Linked DNA regions of Mus musculus: region 1 is linked to region 2. Evidence: chromatin contacts called from public Micro-C data. All regions are on one chromosome and are shown on one strand. The core of a region is the stretch at or near the end of the contact, and the rest is flanking DNA. Distances in the headings are between cores, read along the strand shown.

Region 1 (2,907 bases), core at 44-2,543, 36 kb after region 2:
TGTGCTTGCTGGGACTTGAACTCAGGTCTGAGAAGTTAGCACTCTTAACTGCTGAGCCATCTTTCTAGTCCCAGGAGGCCTGGTTTGATGTCAAGAAGTCCATTTCAACTTTCTTCCCTAGCATGTCACATCTACTCTGTGTCCTCCTAAGCCTGGCAATGGGGCAGAGATGAAGAAGACCCAATAGGTCCCTCCCTCCAATCTTGTCTTCCCCTTGTCTCCCCCTCCTTTCTCTCTCTTTTGCTCAACTCCCTCTTGTTTCTCCCTCCCCCTGTTCACTCCCTTTTCCTTTCTTCCTTCTCTTCCTCTTGTCTTCTTCCTCTCTCCCACCTCCTCCTTTCACCCTCTTCCCTCTTTCCCCTCCCTCCTTCTTCCATTCCCTCTTCCTCTCCACCCTCCTCCATCTTTCCCCGAAGCATTGGTGAGCAGCTCCTGCAAACTGGTACAGACGGGCAGTGATTTTTTCAACTTGATTGGACCTAGGTTCCAAGACGGATGGGAGGTGGCTCTGGGTGGGTGTTCCAAGGCATTTCCTGGAAGGATTCGCTGAAGGAGAGGAGCTCCCTAGAGTAGGTGGTCCTTTCAGGCAGTGGCTGCTCCACTCTAAAGGAGTCTGAGAGATAAGCACAGTTGAGGTTGCTCCCTGTGGGTGCACACATCTACTCTGCCACATCCACCACCACATCTTTCCCTGCGTTTGGAACCCAGCTTCATCTTCCAATGGATTGGTGGCTCCCAGGAACCCTCCAGTCCCTCAGCATCAGACTGCAGACTGCTGAGGCCCCTAGCCCGGTGCACTGAGTAGCCTCAGGAGTCTCAGCCTCTTTAGCATGCCAACAGCCTATGTGGGACTCCCAGCCTGGAAAGTCAATCTAATAGATCCTAATATATATCCATTCAATCAGCTTAAAAGCCTTGACCAATATACATATTTATTGCATGATGGGGCTCAAGGAGTACTCACTGTAGTTCCCATATTCACCCTTGTTTTTTTGGGGGGGCTCCCTGAGCTGGAGATGAGGCCCCCAACATGCTGTCTTTGGCTCTCATAGATCCCCTGAATTCTTCATTCATTCCCATCCACACAGGAGGTGCCTGCTCTGGGAAAAGCGGTCAGCTTCAGGCTTCCATCACAGCAGTGGAGAGGAAGCTGGGTCTGGGAAGAGAGTTCTAGGTTGAGGAAAGGACACAGGCAAAGCCAGGAAGCGCCAGGAAGCGCCAGGAAGCGCCAGGAAGCACAACACTCTGGGGGGCAGGCCCTGGGCCAGGCAGAAAGATGGTTCCAGCAGTGCTGACTCACAGGGAAACTTCTAGGACAGTTGAAGGTTTCATTTCTCCAGCTTCAGGGATAGAGGGGGGAACACTCAGGGGATGGTTGAGTGTCAAGAGGCAGAGGGAGATGCAGACATTTCTGTGGAACCCTGACTCACACCTGGGGCTTCATCTAGCACGCTCCCTGATCCCCGTGCTCCTCCCTCCTTGTGCTCCTCCCTCCTTGTGGTCCCGGGGCCCTTGCTGTCATCAGACTTTCTCTGTTATCTAAGCTGGGTCTCCTGCCACATTTTTGCATGTCTTTTGTGGAGACGGCCACAGTGGAGCCCCTTCCTTCTCTTTTTGTTCATTTTTTTTTTTTCTTGGCTCGCTTTGCCCTTCCTTCATGGTCTCCGTTGATCTTTCCCTCTTCTTTGTTTCTTCTAGGACTCTGGCTCCCCTCTCATTCCTGAACAAGGTCTTCCAATGACCCGTAGCAGTACTGGGACAAGAAGGCAGACTGTGGGGTTGTAGGTGGCCTGGCAAGGGGCTCTGTGCCCAAAGCCTTGTCTTCTTCTCTCTAGGGTCAGAGGGGACAGGATCCAGCTGTCCTCAGCTGCAGCTCCGTTTCCACGGCGAGCCTAGCGAGAGGCTGTGACAGAACACTAGGCACTGGAGCCCAGAGAAGTCTTGCTTTGCCAAAGAAAAGACAGTATGGCAGCTTTTAAAAGGAGGAGGTGGGGCTGTGGGCAGGAGTACTTGTTGCTCAAGCACGGAGTCTGAATTCAGATCCAGTACTCTGATCTGCTGCAGAAAGCCCAGAGGCAGCAGGGATTAATATTGGGGGAGACTGGAGGATCTCTGGGGCTTGCTGGCTGCCCAGCCTACTTGAAGAGGAGGGGTCCAGCTTCATTGAGAGACAGTCTCAGGAGAATAGTGGGGGGTGACAAAGGCCATGCGGCCTCTGTGGGTATACCCACTCATGCACGCCACCCAGAGATCAGCCCTGCCAGCCCTGAGCTCATGAGCGTAGTCCTGTTTCTCTCTGTTCCTGACTCATGAGCTTAGTCCTGTTTCTCTCTGTTCCTGACTCGTTCAGTTTCTCCTCTTTTAAAAGTAATATTCATTTTATTATTAGCCTGTGTATGTATGGGAGAGACAGAGAGAGAGAGAGAGAGAGAGAGAGAGAGAGAGAGAGAGAGAGGAAGGAGGAGGAAGAGGAGGAGGAGGAGGGGGGGAGGAGGAGGAGGAGGAGGAGGAGGAGGAGGAGGAGGAGGAGGAGGAGGAGGCATGTGTCTGCCTCAGCACCCTTGAGGATGTTAAAGGGTTTTGTTTTTGTTTTGAGACAGGGTTTCTCTGTGTAGCCCTGGCTGTCTTGGAACTCACTCTGTAGACCAGGCTGGCCTGGCCTTGAACTCAGAAATCTGCCTGCCTCTGTCTCCTGAGTTCTGGAAATTAAAGACCTGTGCTACCACTGTTCAGATAGTAGTAAATTTTTTCAAGTTGGTCTTCAAACCCAGGTCATCAGACTTGGCCAGCAAGTATTTTTACTTGGGGAACCATCTCAGAGGCCCACGTACATCTGTGTGTGTGTGTGTGTGTGTGTGTGTGTGTGTGTGTGTGTGTGTATGTGTGTGTCTTTTCTTTTTTGGTCCT
Region 2 (2,754 bases), core at 80-2,579:
CTCTTTGGGCTCACTTCCGCGAGACAGGACTCTCTCCCCCAACCCTGGACAAATGGCTTGTGAAGGATCTGTGTGCCATCGAGAGTGGCTGCCAGGATGGTGGCTATGACGGCTGGCCCAGTTGTGGGTGCCTTTGTGCGCTGTGACTGGGTGTCTGTGTCTGGAGTCACTGAGCGCTTGTTCTGTGGGGTAAGGGGTGTGGGGGTGGGGGCACGGCCTGTAGCAGGGAGGTACGTGAGGCTGGGCACGAACTGCCTCACCCACCAGGTCTACTCTTGCCAGGTACAACCAGCTGCTTCGGACCAATGCCTACCGCCTCCTCCCTTCCCTGGGCACGGCCAGGCCGGGGGGCAAATGACTTGGCGGGCACCTCCCTCACTTGGACCCACTGGGGTTAGAGCCAGCTCACCTGGGGCGCAGGCAGGGTTCCTTGCTGGTGGGTGCTCTGCCAACCGCCCCCCTTTCCGGGACTCCCAGTGGGTAGACTGGGGAGGGGGGCACTGGCCGAAAGACAGGCCCCCTTCTGTCCCACTCTGTAGATGGGTCGAACTGGGCACAGTATGCCTGATGGATAGAGAGGACAGTTCTCTGTTGAGGGCCCAGGAAATGATTTCCATGTAAATGAGATGCAAACTCCTTAATGAGTTTGCAATTAGGAGTCCAAGCCTGCCAGGCCTGGGCAATGCCTTTGGGTTTTATGAATGGGCCGGGGCCCGGAGGGGGGAGGCGGCGCGCCGGTCCGCCCCCACAGCTCCCTGTCTCCGGGCCCGCGACATGCCGCGCCGCACGTTGCTGCCTCCCGGCCCGCCGCAACTTGGCCGATCGCCAGCGGGTCAGCTGCTCCGGACCGCGCGGGAGGCTGTCGGCCAGAGTCCCCGCCACGCTGCCTGCCCGCGTCGCGTTGTGGCCGAGGACACACCCCCTGGGGCCTGGTTAGGGCTCTGTCCTCCGGCGCCCCTTTCCCCGTTATGGGAATGGCTTCTCGCTGCCGAAATAGCGAAGCTAGCCTTTGGGCTGGGAGCGCACTGGCTCCTAACTTGTAGGGCTGTACGTGCGTGACCTTGGGCAGGGTGCAAACAGAGGTGACAGAGAGGAACCAGTTCTCACCCTAGAGTTCCTGCATCTCTCTAGCTCCCTTCTTTGGTTTTCTCCTGGCTTGCTCTCAAAGGTGATTCCCACCAAACCCAGGGCACCTGCTTTGTTGTATACAAAGCTGCCCCCTGTCTGTTCCGGGCCTGGGTTTGCCTTGGGGTTGAAAAGAAAGGCCTTCTAAGTGAGTGCGTGTGCAGGGGAGAGTTATGGTCCCCCAAGACTCACCAGATTGACAGTGTAGAGTCTTCTTTCCCCAAAGCTTCCTCCCCTCCCCCACTGCTTTCAGAGTAGATTAACTAATTACTTCCAATTAAAGCCGGTAGATCTCTGTACCTCCTGGGCTTCAACACTGCCCCTAGGAGTCTCCCTAGGCTGCCTGGGTCTGAAAGGGACCTGGCCACTTAGGGGGATCAGTGAATCAGTTAAGTAATGCAGGGGGCCACAAAGGAAGCCCACTGGGTCATGTGCTTGACGGGGAGGGCTGCAGACAAGCCTGGCCCTCTGGCTGCAGCATGGAAGTGTGGCCCTGCTTCAGGCCCTAATGGGCCCGGGAAGGTCAGGAGCTGCCGTCTTTGGAGGTAAGTCAGCCGGGTGAAGGTCCTGTGCAGATGCCCAGGGCTAGAGAAGCAACCACCAGAGGATAATCCAGAAGCCACCAGTCCTTGGGGACACTCGTAGCCTCCCTCACCCAGGATGTCCCTCCTCTGCCTTCCAAGTGCTCCACCCTTCACTGGTCTCAGCACTAGCCCAGCCCAGTCCATCCCAGGCCCCACCCTGACCCCACGTGTGGGACGTGAGGGGAAGGATACCTGGCATCAGAGGTAGGGCGATGGGTTGTGACCTAAGTCTCACCTCTGGACAAGCTGGCCTGTCTTGGTCAGGCAAGCTCATGCCAAGATGTGACTCAGGGCCAGGGCCTAATTCTATCTTGAGTTCTGCTGTAGCAGGGATCTGGGCTTGGATCTCTGTGTGTATGTTTCTGGCTTGAGGTGCCCTCTCTCTCTCAGCTCTTAGGTTCTAGGGTTCTGGCTATAGCTGCACCTTCTAGCACGTTGCCCTGGTAGGAGGTGGCAGGAAAGGCTTTCTGGCAGGAATAAGAGTTTCAGGGGCAGAGGGCAACTGAGCTATTCAGGGCAGGAAGTGCCACTTCTGGGGTGTTAAAAGTCTGTTTGCCAGCTTGCTTAACCCCTAGGTCCATATAAAGCGGGTCACAACTTCCTCACATCTAGGGTTGCTTCTTTATGTATGCTCAGGTCAGTGACAGGGCAGCTTAACGTTTTTACTTGTTTCTCTGTCCCTTGTCCCCCTTCTCAGACCTTCCCAAAGATCTGTAGGACTCTGTTCTTTCCTGCATTTCTTTCTGGCCAGCAGAGGGCGCTGCCCAAGGACTGAGGCCACCAGGGAGGTGGGTAGAGAATCCTTCCTTGTGTAGGGCTAGTAAGTCCGGTCTCCCTGGCCTGTCCTCCCCACCCCCCCAGCTGCCCCCCAGGAAGTTTGCCTTTCTTTTTGATGATTTAGACTTAACCTGTCAGAGGGTTCGAAGTTAGACAACAGGATGAACCCAGGTGGCTTTGGGCAGGAAAAAGAGCTTGAGGGACAGAGATGCCTCTCCCAACATCTTAAATGGGGAAGGCGCACTGGAGATGGCCGGCTTTCCTTCCC

Evidence for each region. Hi-C and Micro-C count contacts between places; a contact is called where the count stands out from the background.
Region 1: a Micro-C map of stem cell-derived neural progenitor cells shows a contact between it and region 2, with 4 times the contacts expected there. The contact joins the enhancer-like site here to the promoter of F630040K05Rik in region 2. A contact is called at or near these places in 5 of 15 datasets of contacts at CTCF or cohesin (the G1E-ER4 cell line, the NIH/3T3 cell line, embryonic stem cells and 2 more), 34 of 484 Hi-C or Micro-C datasets (the AML12 cell line, B cells, the G1E-ER4 cell line and 14 more), 14 of 115 datasets of contacts at active chromatin or transcription factors (the HPC-7 cell line, astrocytes, embryonic fibroblasts and 5 more) and 4 of 9 other capture datasets (adipose tissue, embryonic stem cells, liver and 1 more).

Annotation. Positions count from the first base shown.
Region 1 is chr17:45,768,743-45,771,649 of GRCm38.p6, forward strand. The region is part of intron 2 of F630040K05Rik (RIKEN cDNA F630040K05 gene); the gene reads left to right. Among named protein-coding and RNA genes, the nearest start is that of Gm46607, 19 kb to the right of the region's middle. Within about 2 kb of position 1,294, at least 37 of the 459 cell types and tissues checked have an H3K27ac peak or open chromatin away from gene starts, as enhancers often do. A contact at or near this core is called in the G1E-ER4 cell line, the NIH/3T3 cell line, astrocytes and 3 more, where this site is marked.
Region 2 is chr17:45,733,177-45,735,930 of GRCm38.p6, forward strand. F630040K05Rik (RIKEN cDNA F630040K05 gene) reads left to right here and starts at 1,330. Exons shown (of 5, transcript NR_152153.1): 1 at 1,330-1,670. It overlaps 1600014C23Rik (RIKEN cDNA 1600014C23 gene), which reads right to left and starts at 668. Exons shown (of 2, transcript NM_028164.1): 1 at 410-668. The coding sequence starts at 617.